Linked DNA regions of Mus musculus: region 1 is linked to region 2. A link is a contact called in public Micro-C data. All regions are on one chromosome and are shown on one strand. Each heading gives the region's core, a stretch centred on a gene start, on an enhancer-like site or on the middle of the called end of the contact. The rest is flanking DNA. Distances are from core to core; before and after follow the strand shown. Region 1 overlaps Ttll11 (tubulin tyrosine ligase-like family, member 11). Region 2 holds the start of Gm39795 (a long non-coding RNA gene).

What was found. A called contact is a pair of places that touch in the nucleus more often than the background predicts.
Region 1: a Micro-C map of the G1E-ER4 cell line shows a contact between it and region 2, with 6 times the contacts expected there. The contact joins two enhancer-like sites. A contact is called at or near these places in 1 of 39 promoter capture datasets (pre-B cells), 1 of 484 Hi-C or Micro-C datasets (the G1E-ER4 cell line) and 3 of 115 datasets of contacts at active chromatin or transcription factors (embryonic stem cells, large pre-B cells and pancreatic cancer cells).

What each region holds. Positions count from the first base shown.
Region 1 is chr2:35,828,243-35,834,597 of GRCm38.p6, reverse strand. All of the region lies in intron 6 of Ttll11 (tubulin tyrosine ligase-like family, member 11), which reads left to right. Among named protein-coding and RNA genes, the nearest start is that of Gm10829, 10 kb to the left of the region's middle. Within about 2 kb of position 1,692, at least 93 of the 459 cell types and tissues checked have an H3K27ac peak or open chromatin away from gene starts, as enhancers often do. A contact at or near this core is called in the G1E-ER4 cell line, pancreatic cancer cells and pre-B cells, where this site is marked.
Region 2 is chr2:35,267,252-35,274,034 of GRCm38.p6, reverse strand. Gm39795 (a long non-coding RNA gene) reads left to right here and starts at 356. Exons shown (of 3, transcript XR_003954036.1): 1 at 356-1,081; 2 at 1,585-1,711; 3 at 5,530-6,783. It also overlaps a transcript of Gsn not described here. Within about 2 kb of position 3,849, at least 123 of the 459 cell types and tissues checked have an H3K27ac peak or open chromatin away from gene starts, as enhancers often do. A contact at or near this core is called in the G1E-ER4 cell line, pancreatic cancer cells and pre-B cells, where this site is marked.

The sequences.
Region 1 (6,355 bases), core at 443-2,942, 560 kb before region 2:
ATGTCTGCAATTTCACATGATTGAACTTAATGTTGTCAGCATGGTTTCATAAAGGCATGATCTCCATATGTTCACACCAGCGAGCGTGCGCGAGCACGCACGCGCACACACACACACACACACCTTTTGTGTTTTTCACTTCACTGTGGTGTGTGAACATTTAGTCTCATGTGTGGTGCAGCCCATCCTATGCCTCTGCCAGCAGCCATCTGCTCTGTGACTGAGAGGAAGGATCGTTTACAGGGAGATTGACGTGTTAGAGAGGGAATAAGTCACACATTCTGTCCCAGGTCCCTTGTATGATGGAGCCACTGTGGGGATGGTGTGTTAGTCATGAGCTTGTCACTGTAATAGAATAGTTGAAGAGACAAGAAGAATTTAGTTGGCTCATGGTCTCAGAAGTCTCAATCAGTGGTTGGCTAGCTACATTGCTTTTCTACCTGTGACGAGACAGAAAAGTTATGGGAGAAGGGTGTGGTGAGAGAGAAAGCTACTCACATCATTGTGGCCATGAAGCAAAGAGACAGCCATTGCAATGTGAAATGTAACTATAGACAATGCTTAAATATACGTGGCTGTGTTCCAATGAAGCCTTATTTACAAGAGCACATGACAAAGTGGTTTGATCCATTATTATGGGAGTAAAAACAAGAACAGACTGAATTTGGATCAATACTAGCTTTGGTGCTTAGAAGCTGTGTTTCTGAGGCAAGCTACTTCAGCCTTTGGAGGCTTTGTTTCCCAAAATGTAAAGCAGGAGAATGATTGCTCCCTCCAGACCTGGGAGAGCCAGCTGAGAGTGCATGCAAGTGGGAGCGTCTGGGACTGCAGACACGCACAGATGTGGGAGGGGTTTGGGAGTAGCTAGCTTTAATGGTAGATCTATACCCGGCAGCCCAACTTCCTTTCCATAGCTCCATCCAGGGAATAACATGAAAGAGCGGGAGGCAGGATACTGAAGGAGTGACAGACGAGATGCTCAGAACGTTGATTTGGTTTCAGCACAAGCACTGGGCAGACATGATGATGTCCCTGGTCCTCCTTGCACAGCCTTCGGGTGTCTATTCAGCAACGCCCTGGTCTCATTGCATCCATCTCTAGCAGCTCACGGCTTCCAGAAACACAGTCCTAGACAGATGTTCAGTCTGTCTGGGGATTAGAGATACCCTCTTCCATTAAGCATAAATTAACTTAATCACCAGGTATGAAAGATAAGCAACACAAACAAACAGCACTCCCTGAAGCTTTCATTAAAATTAAAATTGTACTTAAAATTTAGCTCATATTTTCTAGGACTCAAACCCCTTCAAAGAGATAGTGTCTGCTCTATGTTTTCTCTGATAAGTGGCAGAGATGAGGGTGCAGGAGACAGTGGTAGACTGTGTGGTTTGGCTTCACCTCCTGGTCCTCTCACCAATGCAGGATCTGGACAGTTTATAGAAGTCATTCATTCAGCCGGGTCTGGTCCCTAAGCACTTCCATCACTTGTCAGACTGGTCCAAGAAAACAGAACTCAGAGGCAAGATTCCCAGATTCTTACTGCTGGGCCCCACACTGTGGAAAGCACAAGAAAAACAAGAGAGAAGGAACGCCACCCGCCACAAATCATCACGAGCCCTGGAAGGCAAGCTTCCCCTGCTCCTGCTTGCTTGTCTGGGCTGAGCCGGATGAGTGCAGAATGGGCGACCGGCGGGTCACAGTTCAATGTAGTCTTTATCAAACATTACACACACGGAAGGAATTCAGCCAAGTCTACAGAGCACGGTAGGAAGACCATGGGAGGCAGAGACAGCTAGCCTCGAATCCTGGCTCTTTATTTTGTTTTCTGCCTGTAATCTTGGGCATATCTTACTAATTTCTCTGAGCCTCAAATCCCTAGTTTACCAAATAAAGAAAATAACTTCTTGCCCATAACATCATCGTGGTAATCAGAGGAGGTCACAGAAAGGCCTGAAACTTATCCCACCTAAAGCATACACGTAATTAAGAAAGTCACTGGATATCCACCACTTTGTGGACCCAGAAGAGATCTAGATCTCAGTGACAGCAAGGCTTTTCTTGGCCTGTGGGTCAGAGAGAGGAGTTCTGAGCAGCCTTCTGCTCAGAAAGGCAGCGAGAACACGAGAACACCGTGGTGACTGGGAACTGGAGGATTGTAAGCAGCATGATATTGTCACCTGGTGAGGGGGACAGGAAGAAAACCTGGAGGGTTGAACATCTCTTGGTATGTGCAAACATCCCTGGAGGACATGACCTGAAGTGTTCTGAACGATTCTTCAGTGAGTCTCAGAGTCCAGTACCATATTTCCCTAGACCAGACAATGTCCCTTACAGAAGGAACTTGCTTGCTTTGGCTGAACTGTAGAGCTGAGGGGAACCTAGGGGTAGAGTTGAGGACACAGGGTCCTACTGTCATACACAAATTAGGACCTATCTTTTGGTTTAAAAACCTGCTCCCCTCCTCATTACAAAACACAGCCCCATGCGACCATTTCAGGATCTCAACCAAGTCTGGCACACGTTCTTCAGAAATACCAAGACGCGCTAGCCAGAGTTTTATTTTGTGGTTTGCCTCTTTCCTATTGTAAAGTTGCCTCGTTAATCAAAACAGTCATTATATCCGAGACAATCAAAGATGTCTAGGCTCTTTCCTATGTAACCCAAAACATGCTCATTTATAAGAGAAATAGTTAGAATACTTATAAGGCAAGTATTATTTTAGAAAAAGGGGGTGGACAGAAAAGATGTTTTCCGCAAACATTTCTGTCTTGACAGCTCAGTGTCACTCTCTCCGGGAGCCCTCAGCCCTTTGTGGTGAGGACAAATGTGTGTTAAAGAAAGTGGCTGGGGTTGGTCTCTTATCTGCAGTCACAGTGATGGTAGCACCACTTTCTAAACTGCCACACTCATCTGACAGGAAGCTGTGAAGGCTCTGGAAGGTTCTAAAGCCAACATACAGGGTGGCAGAATGTTACATAGAGAAGTGTTTGGAAGCTCGCCGTAGATAAGCCCCAGTGAGAGCTAAATACCAGATGTTCTCAACAAGGGAAAACCATGATGCAAGAGACTTACCAAATTGCATTTGCAGAAACCAAATAGCGAAGTGTTGTTCCACCCCACCCCACCCCTGACTGCCACCCCTGCCCCAGGACACCTGCTATGAGTGAGGTTCAGCATCTGCAAAGCACAGAGACCATGTGGTACTGATTTTGTATCTGAAATTTCTATTGTGTAGGCAATGTAGCCAGCCCCCTCTGAGGCTTTGCATGCACATGGAAAGAATCCTGTCTGTATTGCTTACCACTCAGAGTCTCTCTTAGGAAATCTCACTGACTGTTGGGCCAGCAGCAAAGGGCTCTGGGATGTTGCTAGCAGTCATTGCTAGCAACCAGGACCTGACATGTCTCTTCCTCTCTTCTCTAGTGTCCCAGGCACCAGTGCATCACATGGTAATCCCCACCTGGCTTGTAGAGCCATTCAAATGAGTATAACCACACAAACCAGGAATGGTCATATGGCCCTGGGTCTCACACTGGAGGATGAGGCACGACCTAGAGCTTAGTGTTTGGAACCTTCTCAGCCTGTACTTTGGACCTACCTCTAAGCCTGCCATTCCCAGATGATCTAGAATGGGTGGTCCAGAGGACCTGGGCCCAGCTCTTTGACTCTGTTCCTCTCGTTTCCCATGGTTCTGGGAAAGTCCCTTCCCTACACTGGGATTCTCTTTTTCAAAAGACAGTTGGGTCTAAGCAATTACTATAGCACCTTCCAACAGTCAACTGCAGATCCATGAGCACTTTCAGTTTGGTCAAGACTGGCTTTTAGCATCATGGTGAGTCTTTGATTGTTAGAAACACTTGAGAGCCCTTGTATTTTCTGTTTTTTAAATGGTCTTGTGTGTACGTGTCTAAGCATCTTTACTTACTAGATTTACTCATTCCATGAGTTTGCTACTCTTCCTTCTCCTCCTTTCCCTTCCATCCTTCCTCCCTTTCTCTCTTCCCTGCTCTCTTCTTTCAGAGGCTTCCCATGCAATCCAGGCTGGGCTCCATCCCATCCTTTACACCCATCTTCTCAGCACTGGGAGGACAAGTGTACGCCACCACACCCATCTTGGGGCTTTTTGTCTGAATGATGATTCCGCAACCTGGTTTGGGACTGCTCTCTGTCAGTGTCTTCGAAGAGCGTGACTTTTGCGAGTGATTATTTTCTTCTTACTTTTCTGTTTTCTGGCTAGAAGCTGTTTCTTCCTCCTCTGCAAATCATGTGCCTGTGATATCCTGTCCCCTCCCTTCTAATTTTCAGTGTATCTGAAAGCCAATTCAGCACACTTATTAGAGGGTCGGTAAAGTGAGAATATGTAGGGCTTGAAAGGCTCTTGGTGGCCCTTGTTTCCCATGCGGACATTGACCTTAGTAGGTGAGCTTCCATGTCTGGACTCTCTCTGGCTCCTGTTTCTTCAGACTGTTCCACACAGAAGGGGAGGTTCTTGGGTACCTGAGTTCTGAGACAAGCTATGTCTCTGCTCCTGTGGGGAGTATTTGCCAGGACCTTCTTCCCTGTTCCCATTGCCCTTCCACATGCCTTAGGCTCCATCCCTATCACCTGAACTTCTAAAACACACCTTCCCTCCTGCACCCCTATCAGTTCCCTTTTGCAGGGTCCTTTGCCTGGAGTCTGTGCATTCCTGTCTTCCCACCTGCCTGGCATGCAGCTCTTACTCCTCTAGGAAACTTTCCATGATACTCTCTGTGAGCCACGAGTCCTCCCCATCCCTGTGACCCCTCTGGCTTATCCTGTGTTGTGTCAGCTGATCTGTCTGGCAATACTGCCTTCAGGTATGAAGTCTTCTGTGGTTGATCTAATTTGTCTCTACCCAAATCAATGTCTGGAATCTCTGTTCTCCATTATAATTGGAAGAATGACTGACTGAATGAATGAATGAATGCTGTGAGTGAATCATGTTGTCTTTGCCTCCAAATTCAGATTTAATCCTAATTTGCAACTTATATTGTGGCCTTATATGGAAATATGGTCTTTATTGGGGTAACTGAGTTAAAATAAAGTCCTTAATGGATAAATAAAGTCCAAGTGGATGTTAATGCAGTGTCCTTGTCATGACCGGTGTCCTAGTAAGGAGAGAAAATGGGTATGCAGAGACCCATAAAAAGAAGACAACATGATGACATGTAGACACAAGACAGGGAGGTGATAGGCTTACACCACAGCTCCTGAACAATGGGCTGCGTGGCTGCCTGCTGCTCATGATAAACATTATCACTAGTCGGAAGAAGTAACTGGATGGAGAAACAAATGAAGAGGTAAGAAGAGAAAGCTACTACAGAGTGGGACAAGGACAGTATTAGTTACTTCTGTCTTTAATGAATCCTCAACGATGTTGAGATGGGAAGAGGGATCTGCACCCATTGCTCATGTGACATCAGCATGTGGTGGGATCTTTCCAAAGAACTACTTATTCTGTGTGGTGGGCCAGGCCCACCGAGTTTTCTAATCTGGATATAAAAGACTGAATGAGACCTGAGAGGACACTGTGTGGAGACCCTTATTCTCTGGCCCACGGTCCCCTGCTCACACATGTTATAAGAGAGAACAGGAGGTGTGTCTTAGTTTGTATTTCACTACTATGAAAGAGACACCATGATGAAGGCAACTCCTGTAAGGACAATACTTAATTGGGGCTGGCTTACATGTTCAGAGGTTCAGTCCATTATCCATGGTGGGAAGCATAGCAGCATCCAGGCAGGCGTGGTGCTGAAGAAGGAGCTGAGAGTTCTACATCTTGACCCAAAGGCAGCCAGGTAGAGAGACTCTTTTTGCAGGCAGCCAGGAGGGGACTCCCTTCCATACTGGGTGGAGCTTTAGCACTAGGAGCCCTCAGAACCCTCCTACACAGTGACACACTTCCTTCACCAAGGCAACCCCTCCTAATAGTGCCATTTCTCATGGGCCAAGCATATTCAAACCACCACAAGGTCTGATGCTATGCTGTACCACTGGGGGTTCACTACTCAATGCTTTTCCTTAGTAAATCTCTTGCATTTTGCGTATGTGCAGGTTTTACATGTTTTATGTGCACATGTGTGGGAGTGCATTTCCACCTGTCCACTGAGGTGGGGTCTCGCAGTTAAAACCAGTGCTCACCGCTGTGCCTAACTAGATACTTAGCTTGCCACGTGAGTCTTCGGTCCCCACCTTCCAGTGCCAGGATTTTAGACTGGCTGTCTCATGCCCACCTGGTACTTATGTGGGCTTCTGGGAATCCAGACTCAAGTGTTTGTGCTTAATGCTTGTGCTACAGGCCTTTGACCCTTGGGTCATCTCCTGAGCCACTTGT
Region 2 (6,783 bases), core at 2,600-5,099:
TCTGACCTCAGCTCCCTGCCTACCACCTCCCAGAACCCAGGAACCTAGCTTTCATTCTGGGCATGTGTGACCTTGGAACTGGCACTCCGGTTCAGAAGAGACAGAATAAATTGGTGAGTTCCGGGTACCAAGAGGAGCTCCTTCTGTAACCCCAGCCTCTTCTTCTGCACCTCCCACAACAGCTGTTAGCAATTTGTTCATGGGCCCCAACAGCAGTGTAGCTGTCTCTCCCCAAAGGCCTGGAATGCAGTTGTTCTCAAGCCAGCAACACAGCCAGGGAGCCAATCAGAAGGAGGATCTGGGGAGAGGAAAATTACCCGTGCTGGCCCTCACCAGTGCTGGTGAGACTGGCTTGGAAAGAGGGGAGCTGGGGGCCTGGCAGCTCTTCCTGAACAATGAACTTGGTCCCATGCCTTGACCCCTGTCTGAGCTAAAGGGATAGTGGGTGCACTTGGGGCCCCAGTACTCCTCTGGAACATGCCTACTCTTTGGCATCCAGAAACAGGAGGAGGAACAGGCAGGCCTTTGTACTGCCTGCTTGCTGAGCCCCAGATCCTACCATGACAGAGCCTGCTGGGGCCTAGGGACACACAAGAGCCAGAGCTCAAGTACCAAGCTCTTGGGACCATGCCTGTCCATCTTATACGCCACACCAGTGTCACATACATACCATGTGACTACATCGCAAGCCAGGCCTTGTGTCCCTTAGGCTTCATGGTAAGGTCTACTTTGTATGTGAATTCACACTTGCCTTCAGTCATGACTACTGACCTGCACACACTGCTATGCCCACTGAACTGTGGCTCAGCCCTGAGCAAGACATGCCATTCCTTGTTTTGGACTCATAAATGGTGTTCCTCGCCCCGGGGGCATATGTAGCCTAAGGGGCAGGGACAATGCAGTGTCACAGTTAAAACCACACCCACCAGCCTCTTTCACCACGTGACCTTGCCAAAGCAACTTCTGTCAGTGCCTCACCTTCTTCAGATCTAAAATGGAATGACAGTAACATTTCTCTGGCAGAATGGTGTAGATTAAAGTAGATAACGCAACGGTTTGCATCCCAGCACCTGCATACTTGGTAAGCACTCTGAAGTATAGCCTGAGTCTGTGTGCCGTGCACTAGAATCCTATGTCTGCTGTGAATGAGGCACTGTGCGTGCTGGGGCAACCCTAACAGCCTGCAAGAGGGTGTGGTTATCCCTCTTACTGAGAAGAAATCCTAGGTTCAGAGAAGGATGACAATTTGCACAGGGCCAGAAAGGAGAGGGGGCAGGAAGCTAGACACAGATGCTAATTAACTGTGGGCAGAGCACTGGAGGAGAGATTGTAGGGAGCACTGGAGGAGAGACTGTAAACACAAGGGAGGTGTTGGGGAGGGGAGGGGAGGTGATGAAAATGTTCTTTCCACTTGTGATGACTTATGCCTTTAACCCCAGCGCTCAGGAGGCAGAGGCAGGAGAATCTCTGTGAGTTCCAGGACAACCAGGTCTACAATTTGCTTAAAAAAAAAAACGTTTATGGAAATGGAAAAATATATATATATACATTTTTCTCTAATCAGTTATGTAAAATATATTTTAGGGATGTTGTTTTGGAAACAAAAGCCCTAGTGTTCGGCTGGAGAAATCAACTTTCCATTGTCAGCAACTTGAGACCCGCCTGGAGCGGCTGCCAGTAGAGAGTGGCTATGAACATGTCTGCAGACAAGGTGGGCCAGCACAATCCTTGGGGGGACCGGGTTTGGAAATTGTGCAAACTCCCAAACCTAGCCCCAGCCTTGGACTGTGTAGATCTGGGTGGGCCCAGGAACCCAATTCTAAGAATCAACCCCCAATGGGAACCACTTGGTAAAAATCATAGTTGGGAAAACTGAGGCTAAGCAGGAGAAGGGGACCTGATGGGTCTCCTTAACCAAACAGCAGGACAGCTGGGACTAGCTGGTCCCTTTCCTGTTTTCTTCTCTCCTTTCCCTCTGCCTCCTTCCTAGGGCGGGCTGCTCCTGCCATCAGCTGTGACTCAGAGTTCTGAGTCATCATGTGGCACTACAGAAGGAACTTCTTAAGAAAAACAATCCCTTACACAAAACTCCCCTGTTCTTAGGAACAGGATAGGCCCCAAGGGCTAGGAGGAGGAGAGAGAATTGGGGCAGCGTGGGAAGCCAGGACTGCCCAGACCTGACTTGAGCAGAGCCCTACACAAGGAGCCTCAGTTCCTCACCTGCAAATAAGACTTCTACTGCACACAGATACTCAGCATGCAGCGGGCATCATGACAAGAACTCTGTGTGTGTGTGTGTGTGTGTGTGTGTGTGCATGTAGAGGCTAGAGATCTTAATTTGGGGGGGGGGGCATGTTTACTCCTTGAACTGGGAGCTCACATATTGGCTCTAACAGTCTAAGCAGGAAGCCCTAGGTGATCTTCTCTCTGCTTTCCCTTCCCACCTCGCCTTGCCTCGCCTTCCCTCTCTCTCCTCCCCTCCCCTCCCCTCCCCTCCCCTCCCCTCTCCTCTCCCCTCCCCTGGACTCTGGTTATAGAGATGCCAGGGAGCCAACAGGTGTGTGGGGCCAGCACTTTACCTTCTGAGCCATCTCCTCAGCTCCATGATATGAGCCTCATAAGCACCATTTAAAACTTACGGTGCCATCATCCAGCTTCGTAGATAAGGAAACGGGCTCACAGAGCTTCAGCTGAAGACCAACCACACAATTGGGAACCTCAAATCAGAGTTTAAATTCAGGGCTACTTGATTTTTTGAAGCCTGTTACTCTGTGTGTGTCTCTCTCCCCCTCTCTGTCTCTGTCTCTGTCTCTGTCTCTCCCTCTTCCTCCCCACCCCCCCTTACAAAGCACCTACTGGCTGCTCTTGCAGAGAACCTGAGTTCAGTTCCCAGCACTAAATGGCAACTCACACCCATCATCTGTATGTAACTCCATTTGCAGGGGATGCAACGTCCTCTTGGGGTCTCCTCAGCACCAGACACACATACAGCGATGAAGAGATGCAGGTGAAACACATAAAATAAAAATACATCGCATTTATTTGTTTATTTATTTATTTTTAAGATTTTATTTACTTGCATGAGTTCTGCCGGCCAATATCGCTGTGCCACATGCATGCATTGCTCTTGGAGGCCAGAAGAGGGCATCAGAACAGGCAGAGAACAGTTTGCTGGCTAAACTGGCTAACCTGCCTGCCCCGCCTGAGCATGCTGCAGAAAGCACCCTCAAGTCCCTGCTACTTGCCATTCCTGTTAGGGCTTCTGTCCTCAGCCATGGCCGGGCAGGGCAGAAGGGAAAAGGCCTTTGACATAGGCCAGGCTAATCACACAGGCCTATAAATAGGACCCTGTGGCTTGGGCTGAAATAGCTGCGCCAGCCCCGACTCCACAGGCAGCAGAGTACAAACAGCCTCCGCCTCCTCTCCCCCACAGTTAACCGAACATTATTCACGCTCCTTGGAGGCAGCGGGTTGGAGCAAAGAGCCACACCTACCTAGAGGGAATCCTGGACCTGGGCCTAGGCTCCTTTTTTTCTGCTTCTTATTTCCATTGCTTCTGCCTGGGACTCAGTTTCCAAAACTGTGAACTAGGGAGGTCAGTTGTGAGCCTTTGGGCCCTTCCAGCCAGGATGCTCTTAGTCTGCCTGTGGCACCCTCTGCTTTTCACACCTACTTCTTTGTGCCCTGCCCCATCAATTTGGAAACTGTGTTTTATCATCGTCCTCAACCTCCTCCTCCTCATCATCATCATCATCATCTCAGTCCTGGGAACCAATCCCAGGGCCCAGCCTACCCTAGGCAAGCATTCTTATTATCTGAGCTATATCCATAGCCTCTGTTGTTGTGTTGTTTAGGATTTTTAAGAACCTAGCCATCCTGAGTGCTGAGAGCCCAGGATGAAGAGTTGAACAAGTCCTGACCAGTTCCTCCATGCTTGGCCTTGGGCCAGACACCAGTGCTAAAGGCATTTCCAACCCTCCTTTCCCCACCCCCAAATCTTCCTGGTGGCCTCTGTGAGCTCTGCTGGGAACATCTTGTTTCTGGTTCAGATTACAGACTTGTGGCCACAGAGGAGTCCCCAGTGGGCAACTTGTGACCTGGGCAGGGCCTTCACCAACGGTAAAACCAAGGCTCCCCAGCCGTCCCATGTACTTAAACCAGGCTTCTCGGCTTCTTCCCAGCCACCATCCAGCCCTAGTTCATGGGTGCAGAAAGCCAAACTGAGAGGGACTGGGGCACCTTCGGGTTAGAGAGATAGTGACTCAGACTCAGACTCAGACTCTCTCACTCCTGAATCCAGAGCTGCAGAGATCTAACTCAAGTCAGCCTAGCTGGACAGTGGGGACAGAACCCAACAAGAACAAAGAACAGAGAAGACCAGCCTGGCTATTCGCTATTCCCCTCCCCATCTCGCTCCCCCACTTTGTGTGTGTGTCTGTGTCTGAGTGTATGTTTATGTATGTATGTATGTATGTATGTATGTATGTATCTGTATAAATGTGTATATGTGTATGTCTCTGTGTGCCAATGTGTGTGTGTGTGTGTGTGTGTGTGTGTGCGCGTGTGTAGTGAAGGGAAGCGACAGGGCTTCACTGGTAACACACATTCTCTCCTACCAGCTCTCAGCATTGCCTGCTCTGACCCACCCTCCCCTTTGCCTTCCACCAATTGGCTGCTCTACAATCCCATCAATCAAATTATTCCTCTCCTTGACAGCCATCTATGCGGTGACCCAGAAAATTGAAACTAACTTTCAAGGTCTCTCTAGACATCCCTGTCACCTCCGGCCGCTCCCAACTCAGTCTCCACCCATGACTCACTTGTCCTCAGGCACATTGGGCTCCTCCAGGTGACCAGCCCCTTGCACATAATGCTCATCTCAGCCCAGTGCTAATCTCAGGGGCATGAAAAGCTGACTGGCTCCCTGGGCGTCTTGGAAGTCAGCAAATGCACCCTGGGTATCAGCCACCACTGTCTCCTCATGGATTAAAGTATCACTGCTCTTGCAGGATGGTACAGCTCACCTCTCTTTCCAGTACAGAAGTCAGCAAGGGCTGCCTAGGAAAGGGAGGGTGGGGCAAAGAACCAAGAGGATCTTGGGAAAGCGCTCATTTCCCAGGACTTCTCAACATAAGGCCTCACATGAGGAAGCACTGGGGCACTTCAATGAGGAAAACCCTAAAGCAACAACACCACATTGGGTGTGTGTGTGCGCCCGTGTGTGTCTGTATGTGTGTGTACATCTGTGTGTGTGTGTATGTGCATGTGTGCATACATGATGGTTCCACTAATAAAATTCTCCTGGTCTCCCACTGGGAAGCTCCTGAAAGCCCCCAGTAGCCTGGAGTAAAACCCACAGTCAAGGGCAGCATGGCCTTATCCCCTTGTCTGAACTTTCCCCATTCCCTCTGAGGGATGCTCTCCCTGCCTAGCCACCCTGCTGTCCTGTACTCAAGCTTTTCTGCACTGTCCACCTGCCCCACCCCCCACCCCCACCCCCGGGCACCTAAACTATCTCCTCCTCCTCAGGTGAAGAAAATCTGACTCAGTGGCAGGAATGACTATCTACACAGGATGCATGGAAAGGATTCGTTCTTTGCCCATTCTCCAACACTCAGCTCAGGGCCTAAATATCTGTCACGTGATTCATGGATTCCAGAATCCGGTGAGCATTTAAGTAAAAAAAAAACAAAAGCCCAGAAAGGGTGGGGTGGGGCAGCTCAGGAAAACAGACCGGCCAGCCTCTCCCACAGCAAAGAAGAGAATGTTCTAGATGAAGAGAAAGCAATCAGTGTGCCAGAGACTTGTGACAAGGCTATCTGCGGATCTGACAGGACCCCGGGTCATCTTGCTCACATGGAGTTCATGGAGGTACAGGACAAGAACAAGCAGGCCAGCTCAGCAAGCGCTCATACTCAGCTAGACCCAAGCAGGTCTGCTTGTGGTCCTGCGGTGTTTGCAAAAGCAGGGCAGGCAGGGAGAATGCAAGGTCCTTGTGACATTGCTAGAGAGCAAAGTACACACAGAAAGGGACACTCCTTACTGATAAAAATCTCTCAGAGGCAGCTCCCTCATGGAGCGAAACAGCACCCCAGAAGCCAGACATGGTTCTTCAGTGTCAGCTGGGGCCAGGCCAGGCCTCTGTCTGGGCCTAGAGAACCTTCCAGGAACCCCTAGCTCCAAGGACTAAGTGTCTTGATGACCATCAAAGGCCCTTTTATCTAGACTTTAAGAGGGATAGTAGGCGGCTCCTGTCATCGCTCAGGAGCTAGGTGTGGCGGAGAGCTGAACAATGCAGGCACTCACTTCCTGATGCTATGGGCAAGCAACAGGGACATCACAGGCTGCTCACTGATGCCATGGGCTGAAGGGCTTTCTCTTCATACAGTAAGAAATTTTCTTCTGTTCAGAACTGAAACACTGTCACAGCGACCCTCTTGGCTTTCCGGCTCACAAAGGCCTTTGGCATCTACAGGCGCATCTGATCCTCCCACCCCCGCGCCCCGCACCACATCCCTGTTAGATGTATGGGAGTTGGGGGGCTGCGGAGTTGTGCAATGCACCTGCCTTACAGGGAGGAAAGCCCTTGGAAAGCAATCTGGGTCTCCTGGCTGGGAGCCCAGCTCTCTGCTCTCCCAGGGCTCTGCAGGCTCACCTGGAATCTGATAGGTGGGCCCGCCCACCCAGCCAGGTGGCAGTGACTCATCCACCCTCCCGTGACTCACACTCCTCAGGTGCCTCCTAAGGTCAACAAGCCGGGGACTTGATGGCCACAACCCAACT